Regions from separate parts of the Mus musculus genome. Here all the other regions are linked to region 3. A link is a contact called in public ChIA-PET and Hi-C data. All regions are on one chromosome and are shown on one strand. Each heading gives the region's core, a stretch centred on a gene start, on an enhancer-like site or on the middle of the called end of the contact. The rest is flanking DNA. Distances are from core to core; before and after follow the strand shown.

Evidence for each region. Hi-C and Micro-C count contacts between places; a contact is called where the count stands out from the background. ChIA-PET counts read pairs in DNA pulled down with a chosen protein or histone mark.
Region 1: a contact with region 3 is called in an RNA polymerase II ChIA-PET map of memory CD8 T cells, with 11 read pairs. The contact joins the enhancer-like site here to the promoter of Zic2 in region 3. A contact is called at or near these places in 3 of 39 promoter capture datasets (the HPC-7 cell line, liver and neutrophils), 1 of 115 datasets of contacts at active chromatin or transcription factors (memory CD8 T cells) and 2 of 9 other capture datasets (liver and macrophages).
Region 2: a contact with region 3 is called in a Hi-C map of group 2 innate lymphoid cells, with 4 times the contacts expected there. The contact joins the enhancer-like site here to the promoter of Zic2 in region 3. A contact is called at or near these places in 3 of 484 Hi-C or Micro-C datasets (B cells, LSK cells and group 2 innate lymphoid cells) and 1 of 115 datasets of contacts at active chromatin or transcription factors (large pre-B cells).

Annotation. Positions count from the first base shown.
Region 1 is chr14:121,828,801-121,831,806 of GRCm38.p6, reverse strand. It overlaps the pseudogene Gm9395. Among named protein-coding and RNA genes, the nearest start is that of Ubac2, 48 kb to the left of the region's middle. Within about 2 kb of position 1,501, at least 44 of the 459 cell types and tissues checked have an H3K27ac peak or open chromatin away from gene starts, as enhancers often do. A contact at or near this core is called in memory CD8 T cells, where this site is marked.
Region 2 is chr14:121,937,557-121,940,581 of GRCm38.p6, reverse strand. All of the region lies in intron 4 of Ubac2 (ubiquitin associated domain containing 2), which reads right to left. Among named protein-coding and RNA genes, the nearest start is that of Gpr18, 23 kb to the right of the region's middle. Within about 2 kb of position 1,756, at least 117 of the 459 cell types and tissues checked have an H3K27ac peak or open chromatin away from gene starts, as enhancers often do. A contact at or near this core is called in B cells, LSK cells and group 2 innate lymphoid cells, where this site is marked.
Region 3 is chr14:122,473,813-122,476,824 of GRCm38.p6, reverse strand. It overlaps Zic2 (zinc finger protein of the cerebellum 2), which reads right to left and starts at 1,441. Exons shown (of 3, transcript NM_009574.3): 1 at 78-1,441. The coding sequence starts at 1,149. 2610035F20Rik (RIKEN cDNA 2610035F20 gene) reads left to right here and starts at 1,626. Exons shown (of 5, transcript NR_045046.1): 1 at 1,626-1,922; 2 at 2,223-2,377.

The DNA.
Region 1 (3,006 bases), core at 252-2,751, 650 kb after region 3:
ATATCTTTCCCTTATTTCATAGTCTAGTAATTTTTTGTTTTGTTTTTTGTTTTTCAAGACAGGGTTTCTCTTTGTAGTCCTAGCTGTCCTGGAACTCACTCTGTAGATCAGGCTGGCCTCATTTTTATCACAGAGTAATAGTCCATTTCAGATCAGAGATGTATCACAATTCATCTATCAACTCTTGGTTGTTTTAAAGTTTCGACATTATGGACAGAACCATCAGTGTGGAGCTTGGTGTGTGAACATAGTTTCAATTCATATATATATATATATATATATATATATATATATTTAAGTTGGAAAATAACTGAATTTGCTGTAGGGCATTGGCCAGAGTCCCCTTAGAACTTCTGAAGCTGCATCTTGGTGACAGCAGCCTTGGTGACCTTGAGCACATTGAACAGAACAATCTTGTTCAGGGGCCTGAACTCTTCAACAGTGAAACGGGGGACAGGTGCACAGACATGTTCTTGTGCCACTTCTCAAAGCGAATGTATTTTCGGATGTAATGGAGATGGTCCTGGTGGATGACAATGATCCTCTGCATCTTCATCCTCCTTACACCACCAGACAGGATCCGACCTCCCGGATGGAGACATTACCAGTGAAGGGGCATTTCTTGTCTATGTGGGTGCCCTCGATGTCCTCCGTGGGCATCTTGAGTTCTAGACTGATGTTCTTGTAGCGCCAAGGGAGTTTTTCCTTGCCGGTTTCTCCCAGCAAAACACACTTCTTGTTTTGAAAGATTGTAGGCTGGTTTGGTAAGCACACTCTGTCTGAAAGTCCGCCATCTTCCTGGCAGCCTGAGAAAAGGAGAGGTAGGCCCACTTCCGGCTTCCTTATTCACCACGCAAGGTCTTCACAGTTTGAATTCTTTAGCGTAAACGTCAAGTAGTGCAAGTACTGGGTCATATAATTTATATACATCTAATTCTATAGGAAACTGCCAAAATTGAGGTTGGGGAGATAACTCAGTCAGTGTGTGCCTCATAAACAAGAGGACTCAGTTTGGCCCCCAGAACCCGTGTGAAAGTGCGCCTTGAGTCCGCGCACACTTGGATTCTCTGTGCTGGGGAAGTGGAGGCGAGATGATCCCTGGAGCCTGCTGGCCAGCCAGCCAATCCTACTGGTGAGCTCCAAATCCGTGAGAGACCTTGACTGAAGGAGACGAAGTTCCTGGGGATGACACCCAAGGTTGTCTTTTCATCCCCATGAATGTGCACACAGGGTCATCCACACCCGCAACATGGATACCCCCACGATGTTAACAAGTGCACACACATGTATTTAAAGAGTAAAAAACAAATTGCCAAAACGTCACGTAGAGGAGCCAGACTGTATCGGTTTCTTTTCAGTTCCTGCGATAAAGCACCAAGACCAAGGCAACTTACAGAAGGGAAGGTTTACCTGGGGCTTACAGTTCACTGTCTTGCTGGGGGAGTACTGCACAGGCAAACCCCACTGACAGAACCACAAGCAGAGAGCTCGTATCTTAAGCCACAGGCAGGAAGAACAAAGAGTGACTTGGAAATGGTGCTGTGGCTTTTGAAACCCCCAAGTCTGCCCCCAGTGACACAGTTCCTCCATCAAGGCCATGCCTCATAAACCTCTGCCAGCTGTGCCAACTGCAGACCAAGGATTCAAATGCCCCAGACTCTGAGAAACAGCTCCCTTCAACCCCACACAGACCCAGTCAGGAGAGAGTAGAGGTGCCTGCTGCTTCACGCTAGCATTTGTAGCCTTGGTGCTCTGGACTCAAGCAGCGCTGGCAAGATCTCAGAGTTGTCTCAAGTTAATTTCCCTTCTGCTAGAAGGTGAGACACATCCTGCTGATAGAAGGTGTGAAGCATCCTGATAGAAGGTGTGAAACATCCTCCCACATGCTCATTTGCCACCTATATGTCTGTCTTCTTTAGGGAGGGTCTTCTAAGGTCTTTCAGCCAAGCATGGTGATACAGCTGTACACACCTGTAATCCCAGCACCAGCATCCCGGAGGTGGATCTAGAGTTCAGGGTCATACTCTGCTACATAGCAAGTTCAAGGTCAGGGTAGGCTAAAATGAACTCCCCAAAAGAGTTTTAGAAAATATCTTCAAGCCTGTTTTTAAATCAAGTTTTTTCTTATTGTTGGGTTTTACTTTGGAAAATAGCTCTTTTCCAGATTCCCCTTTCACCACTGTTTCCTGGGTGATGGCCCATCTTCTCATCCACGTGGCAGTTTCTCATAGAGAAGACTTTCAATTTTAAGGAAGCCCAATTTACTAATTCTCTCTTTTACTGAGGATTTTATATCCACAAAGTCACCACCAAGTTCAAGTCATCTTGGTTTTTGCTTGCTGTCTCTGGGAGTTTTATTACTTTCTTTTATTTTACACCGACAAGCCATTTTTGTTAAATTTTCTGATGGGCATCAGATCTGCATCTGTATTTACTTTTGGTGTCGGATGCCCAGTATCCCAGCATCATTTGACAAAGGTCCCTCTTCCTCCATTGTCTTGCCTTTGCTATTTTTGGTTTTGTTACTGGTGACAGAACTTATATCCTTGTCCAAGTGTCTCTGAAATATATCCTATCCCCTTTTATACCTTTAAGATTTTTTTGAGACAAGGTCTTGCTAAGTTGCCCAGGCCGGTCTTTCACTCACTCTGTAGCATAGAGAGATCTTTCTCTTGCAATGCTTGCTGCTTTGACCTTCCAGTTCTGTCCCCAACAGCCTCCTTTTTGTCCAAGGGCGCTTGGTTTATGTACAGGAGCCCTCTTTTTAACCGATTTAGTGGTTCTTTTTTTTCTCATTATTCTTCATTGTCTTGGGTACTGTAGTTTTATAGTAAGTCTTGAAGCTGAGTGGTGTTTGTCCTCCAACATTGTTCTTTTTCTTCTGTATTGTGTTGGCTATTACTGCTTGCCCATGCCAACTTCAGAACCAACCTATCAATAACTTCGGTATTTAAATTTAGGTTACGTTGAATCTAGAAATCAAATTGGCAAGAACTGACATTTTAA
Region 2 (3,025 bases), core at 507-3,006, 540 kb after region 3:
ATGCCCTGCCAGAGCCTTACAAATACAGAGGCTGATGCATGAAGCCAACCTTTGGACTGAGCATGGGGTCCAACAGAGGAGTTAAGAGAAAGGACTGAAGAAGTTGAAGGGGTTTGCAATCCCATAGGAAGAACAACAATATCAACTAACCAGACCCCCCAGAGCTCCCAGGGACTAAGCCATCAACCAAGGAGTACACATGGCTCCAGCTGCATATGTAGCAGAGGATGGCCTTGTCAGTCATCAATGGGAGGAGAGATCCTTGGTCCTATGAAGACATAATAGATGCCCCAATGTAGGGGAATCAAGGGCGGGGAGGTGGGAGTGGGTGGGTGGGTGGAGGAACACCATCATAGAAGCAAGGGAGGAAGGGAGGATGTGATAGGGTGTATCCAGGAGGGAGGGAAACAGGGAAAGGGGATAACATTTGAAATCTAAATAAAGAAAATATCCAATAAAAAATGGGAAAAAAAGGAAGTTTAAAATTTTAAGAAAAAAAGTAAATTTCTACCAATTTTTTTCTCAAATAGAATTAACTTAATATTCATATTATAATGTTACTCTATATATTTTCTTTCTTTCTTTTTTTTAAGAAGTATTTTTGAGGTGAGTACCATGTTAGGTCTATCTATGAAGCTAGCAGTTACCTTCTGGAGCTGGATGTGGTCGCTCCAGTATTTTAGGCAATTTGATTTGGGGGAAATATTCATTCTTTTGATAAGAACTCAAGAAGTCCTCCACAGTCCTCCTACACAGAGCCCACTGTCTCTGACCTTGCCAGTCTGAGTGTACTGGCTGATCTCACAGCCCATACTGTTCTACTGCACGGTGTGAGGGGCTGGTGATGACAACCTTGTCTTCTGAGACCGTTTTCAATGCTGTTAAACACAAGACACTTTGGGAGCTTATCAGCAGTGTATTTTAAAGCTTCCATGATAGAAATGTGGAGGTAGTTTACTTGTGTATTCTCCTATATATTTTTATTTTACACAAGTAGCAACTTCCAGGGTTTTGTTGTTGTTTTTTTTTTAAAGATTTAAAAAATATATATGTATATGAATACACCATTGCTTTCTCATTGTGAGCCACCATGTGGTTGCTGGAATTGAACTCAGGACCTCTGGAAGAGCAATCTATACTCTTAACCACTGAGCCATCTCTCCAGCTCCATATATTCTCTCCATGTTGTTGTTAGTATTGATTGACAAAATGAAACTTGGTCTTGTTATTTCTTAAATATTTAAGTGTCTACTTAATGTATCTTAACTTAATGTAATTTAAGTATCAGCCACAGAAGTCATGATAGGTCACCCTCGGAACCTCAGTATTATGTCGCAAGTGGTATTAAATATGGAGTCCATGGTGAGATTTCATCAGAAAGAAGAGTCGTAAGTTGACTCTGGCTTTGTGCTATCTAGGGTGTCCTGCTCAGTCAGCCAGATGCACTCACAATGCTGTGTTACTTGCTGACAGTCATGCAGGTCTGCCCCATGCCTGGCCCCTCAGAAGTGCCACAGGCCTGTCCTCCTCTCACCTCAGAGAACAGAACATAGCTATTTCAGTAATCAACGTGCAACATACACAAAAATTCAACTCCATCCTCAAATAGGTATGAGATTATTTTTGGTGTTGTGTATCTTGCTATGGTTACCAAAGCGTGGTTAGGATTTTGAAATTTTTCTTAGAACAATACAATGATCTGAATCTAAAATCTTTCATAAGGTGCAACTTTCCAACGATAAACAAGAACAGGAAGCGAATCTTGACTACAACTACACTTCCACTTCCCCTGCGCGAGGTGATCTACTTTGCTGTCACCTGAGTTTGACTTGACTCGCACAAGATTTTCCATCATCCAATCCTGAAGTTATTCACACTTTTATTTCTGTTTGAAGAAAGTCTATTTCCTATCGGACTGGAAATTGTGACATACTCAAATATTTTAAGTCCAAGAGGAAGACAGCTGAAGCAAAGGAATTGAGGAGCCAAGCCTTAAAAAGCAGAAATGAAAACAGATGTTAAACTTCTCTGAAACAAGTTTTTACTAATAGCCTCCACCAAGCCTATTTCAGTCAACTGTTAGAATATCCTGTCTGATCAGAGGCTTCAACAGGCTTCACAGGCCGTGAGCTCCTCTAGGGTGGAACCAACTCTTCCCAAGGTTCTATTTACCTCATACTACACAGACCATGACCTGCCACTGAGCAGTCCCCTTGGGCATCATTTGGTAACACCTGGAAACCGTGCGGGGAAGCTAGGGGTGCTACAATGGACATCAAAGTATGATGATGTACACATGACTGTAATATCACCACTCAGGCTGAGGTAGGAGGAATTATGAGTTCACAGTTTATAAAGAGTTCCAGGCTAGCCTGGACTGCACAGCGAGAAATTATCCAAAAGAGCAAGAGATAAGGCCTCGATGTCAAAAGTGCCAACACTGAGGTGACTATAGTTTTATTTAACGATGTCACTGTCCTTTGTGTTGGAGTACAAAATCATGTTTCCCATAACCTTCTGGTGATCGCTCACAGAGCCTTTTAAACAGGATACATTAGATACCCTGGCAAGATGAAGTTTAAGTGTCTTACCACATAAACCAAGCCCCAAGGGAGAGTTAGTGAGTGAGGGCAGAGCACTGTGACGCTGAAGGCACCGTTAGCATCTCCAGGACTGGCTGTCCTTCCTTCCCTAACATTCTCCACTGCCAAGGGCACAAGCAGGACCGGCTCACTTGAAGCCTCTTCCCCTCCTGCCTCCTACCACTGTGCTGCTTCTCCCAGCAGCTCACAGGAAACAGCTCTGAGGTGCTGCGGAGCCTGGTTCCTCCATGAAGCCCCGCCTCCCTCCCGGGGTTACTCTGAGGATAGCTGGGTACATCCCAATGGCCAGGACAGGTGTGAGGGGAACAGTTCACATCTGACTCAAGGCCAAGGGTTAGATACAAGGTACCAGACTCGAAAACTCTGCATCAAAGCAAAAGTTTGAGAACTTTTTGCATGAGAAAGATATTCTATGAAAATGC
Region 3 (3,012 bases), core at 192-2,691:
ACACACACACACACACGCTCAGTCTGTGCATTTATTTCTCCTCGAGGTGCCTCTTCCCACTGCTGACCCACGATTACCTGTATGAGTTCTTTTGTGGATCTTGAGGTTCTCGGAGCGTGCGAAGACCTTGCCACAGCCCGGGAAAGGACAGGGGAAGGGCTTCTCGCCAGTGTGCACGCGGATGTGGTTGACCAGTTTGTATTTGGCCTTAAAGGGTTTGCCCTCGCGTGGACACTCCTCCCAGAAGCAGACGTGGTTGCTCTGTTCCGGGCCGCCGACGTGCTCCACAGAGACGTGGGTCACCAGCTCGTGCATGGTGCTGAAAGTTTTGTTGCAGCTTTTCTTGGGATTGCTTAGCTGCTCCGGGTCGATCCACTTGCAGATGAGCTCTTGCTTGATGCACTGCTGCCGCATGTAGCGGAAAAAGGCACCAGGGTGGTGGTGGTGATGGTGGTGGTGGGCTGCGGCCGCTGCCATGTTCATCCCCATGTTCATATTCATAGGGCCGTACTGGTTGTGGAGCTGCGCCGCCGAGTAGGGGTCGGTCCGCGGGCTGGCCACTTGGCGGTATTGCTCCGAGCGCCCGAACACCTCGCCCGGCAGCCCTAGGCGCATTTGCCCATTGAGCACGTTCTGCGAGGCGTGCGGCCCGTGCTGCTCCGGGAGGCCAGGGAAAAGAAGGTGGCCCTGCGCGTCCGAGTGCGCGTGGTGAAGGCCGCCGGCGCCGGGTCCGAAGAGCCCGTGCTGCCCGCCTCCCGGCGCCGAGTCCCCGAAGCCCCGGCTGCGGAACAGGAAGTCCCGGGTGGAATTAAAGGGAGGCCCCGAATAGGAGCCAACGTGTGCGGCGTGGGGCCCTAGAGCCGCGGCCGCAGCGGCTGCAGCAGCCGAACCCGGGTAAGCACCCGGACCTTGCGACGTGAACGCCGAACTCTGACCAGGAGACAGTTCGTGTGCCCCGGGGTTGAGCTTGAAGGCGCCCATGTGCGCCGCGGCCGAGTCCACGAAGCCGTTCTGAGCTGCCGCCAGGCTCAGCTCGCGGTCCTGCATCTCGGCCGCCGCAGCCGCCGCTGCCGCGGCCGAGTGGTGGTGGTGGCGCGCGAAGCTGCCCACCCCGATGGCCGGGAACTGCGGCCCCGCGTCCAGAAGCATGGCCAGCGCGCCCGGCCGCCCCGCCGGCGCCGGTGAACCCCGCCGCCTGGATTTCCTCTTCGGATCGGCGAGGCGCGTCCTCTGGACGCCCGGCTCCGTGAACCGGCGGTGGAAATACTGGCGACTGCAGTCTCGGGAGCCGGGCTGGTGCGCCCGCCGCCGCCGCCTGTATCTGCCTCAGGCGGCCGGGCACCGAGCGAAGGCGCGGAGAGGAAGAGGAGGCGGCGGCGGAGGAGGCGCGGGAGGAGGAGGTGGAGGAGGAGAAGAGTCCAAAGCCAGGCGGAGAACCAAAGTGTATTAAAGGAGCTGCGGCGGGGGCGGGCGGGCAGGGCAGGGGAGGGCGGGCGGGAGGAGGGAGCGGAGGGAGGTGTGGGGAGCGGAGGAGAGGGGGGCCGCCGGAGGGCGAGCTCAGCGCCGCGGCCCCCACCCCTGCGCGCCCCCGCGCGCGCACGCACGCACGCACTCACTCGCTAGCTGCCTTGTACTGCCGGCGGACCAGGAGCCTGGCTGAGATCAGCGGCATCCGCCGAATGAAGTCAACGCGGCTGCGGGGCCACAGTGCCCTAGGGCAGTGGCTGTGCGCACACAAGCTGGCAGGGAGCGGACAGCAACAAGCTCCGCCAGCCCCAGAGCCTGGCGCACCCGCCGCTCCACCTGATCTCCGCAGGGGCGCTGGGCAGCCGGGAGGAGGAGGCTAGGCGTCGAGTCCACGGCGCTCTCGGGTGGCCGCTCCCTCCCCCGAGGCCTTGCTCACGCCGCCCAGAGCGCTGCCGGTATTGTTCGGCTTCGCGGTTGCTGCGGGGGTTTAGCCCTCTTGGCCCTCCGAGCTTGGCATTGGCGACGCCCGGAGTAGTAAACTTGCAGCGGTCACGAATTCCCCTAGATGAAGGAAACGGGCGCGTCGTCCCCTCTTTCTTTAAGTTGGGCTGGAGGAGGAGGGAGGGGGAGGAGCAGGGGAGGGGGGGACTGTGGGAGGGGAGAAGGCGAGGAGGGGGAGGGGAGCAGGGTGAGGCTAGTCTGAAAAACAATAACAACAATAAAAAAGTGTTCTCTGGTTCTCCCCCTTCCTCCAGCCGATCTGTTCTGGGCGCTAGTCCGGGAATGAGTGCTCGCATCAGCGAGGACAGAGCGAAGTCCTCGGCACAAGCAAATGCTAGGAGGCCAACACGAGTTCTTCCTCTCTCGCGGCTGCAGTGGGCAGCCTTCGCCACCGCCTCTGTTTATTTCGGTGGGCGCTGAGGCCGCAGCAGCAGCCTTTTATTTTTTTATTTTTTGTCCCCTCCTTTTCCTCTCCCCTCCCCCGCGTACCCGCCGGGTCTCCCGCCCGGGTATCCCTCCCTCCTTATCCAAGGCTCGGCCTCCTGGTCACACCGCCCCTTTAACGGGGACTCCCGCCCATCCCGCCCTCCAGAAACCGCTATTGGCCATCACGGCCTCGTCAATCCTTCGCCCAGCCCGCCCCACCTTCCCTGAGCCCCGCTTGGGTTGTGCAGCTGCAGCAGCGGCCCAACGCACCCATAGACTGGGCCTGCCAGCATGCAGGGTTTCGTTCGCGCGTCTGGCTCTGTGGCTCCCGTCACCAGCCGGCTAATTCAAGAGTTCAGCTGCGAGCCTAACGCGGTGCCAGGTCTATGGGTCTTGTCCCCTTCCGCCCGATCCTGCTCCCGTATACTTTGTCAGAGGCCACCAACTCCCCAGAGATTGCATCCACTACCAAAGTACACCGAAAAATCCGGGAACTCTAGTCCAAAGCACCCTTAGCTATAGAGTCACCAAGCCCGAGACCCTGAGGGAGCGAAGAGACTTTTCCTGACAAGGACAGGTCTTTCCCAGTCTGGACAGGCACTCTACTTTCTCCATTCT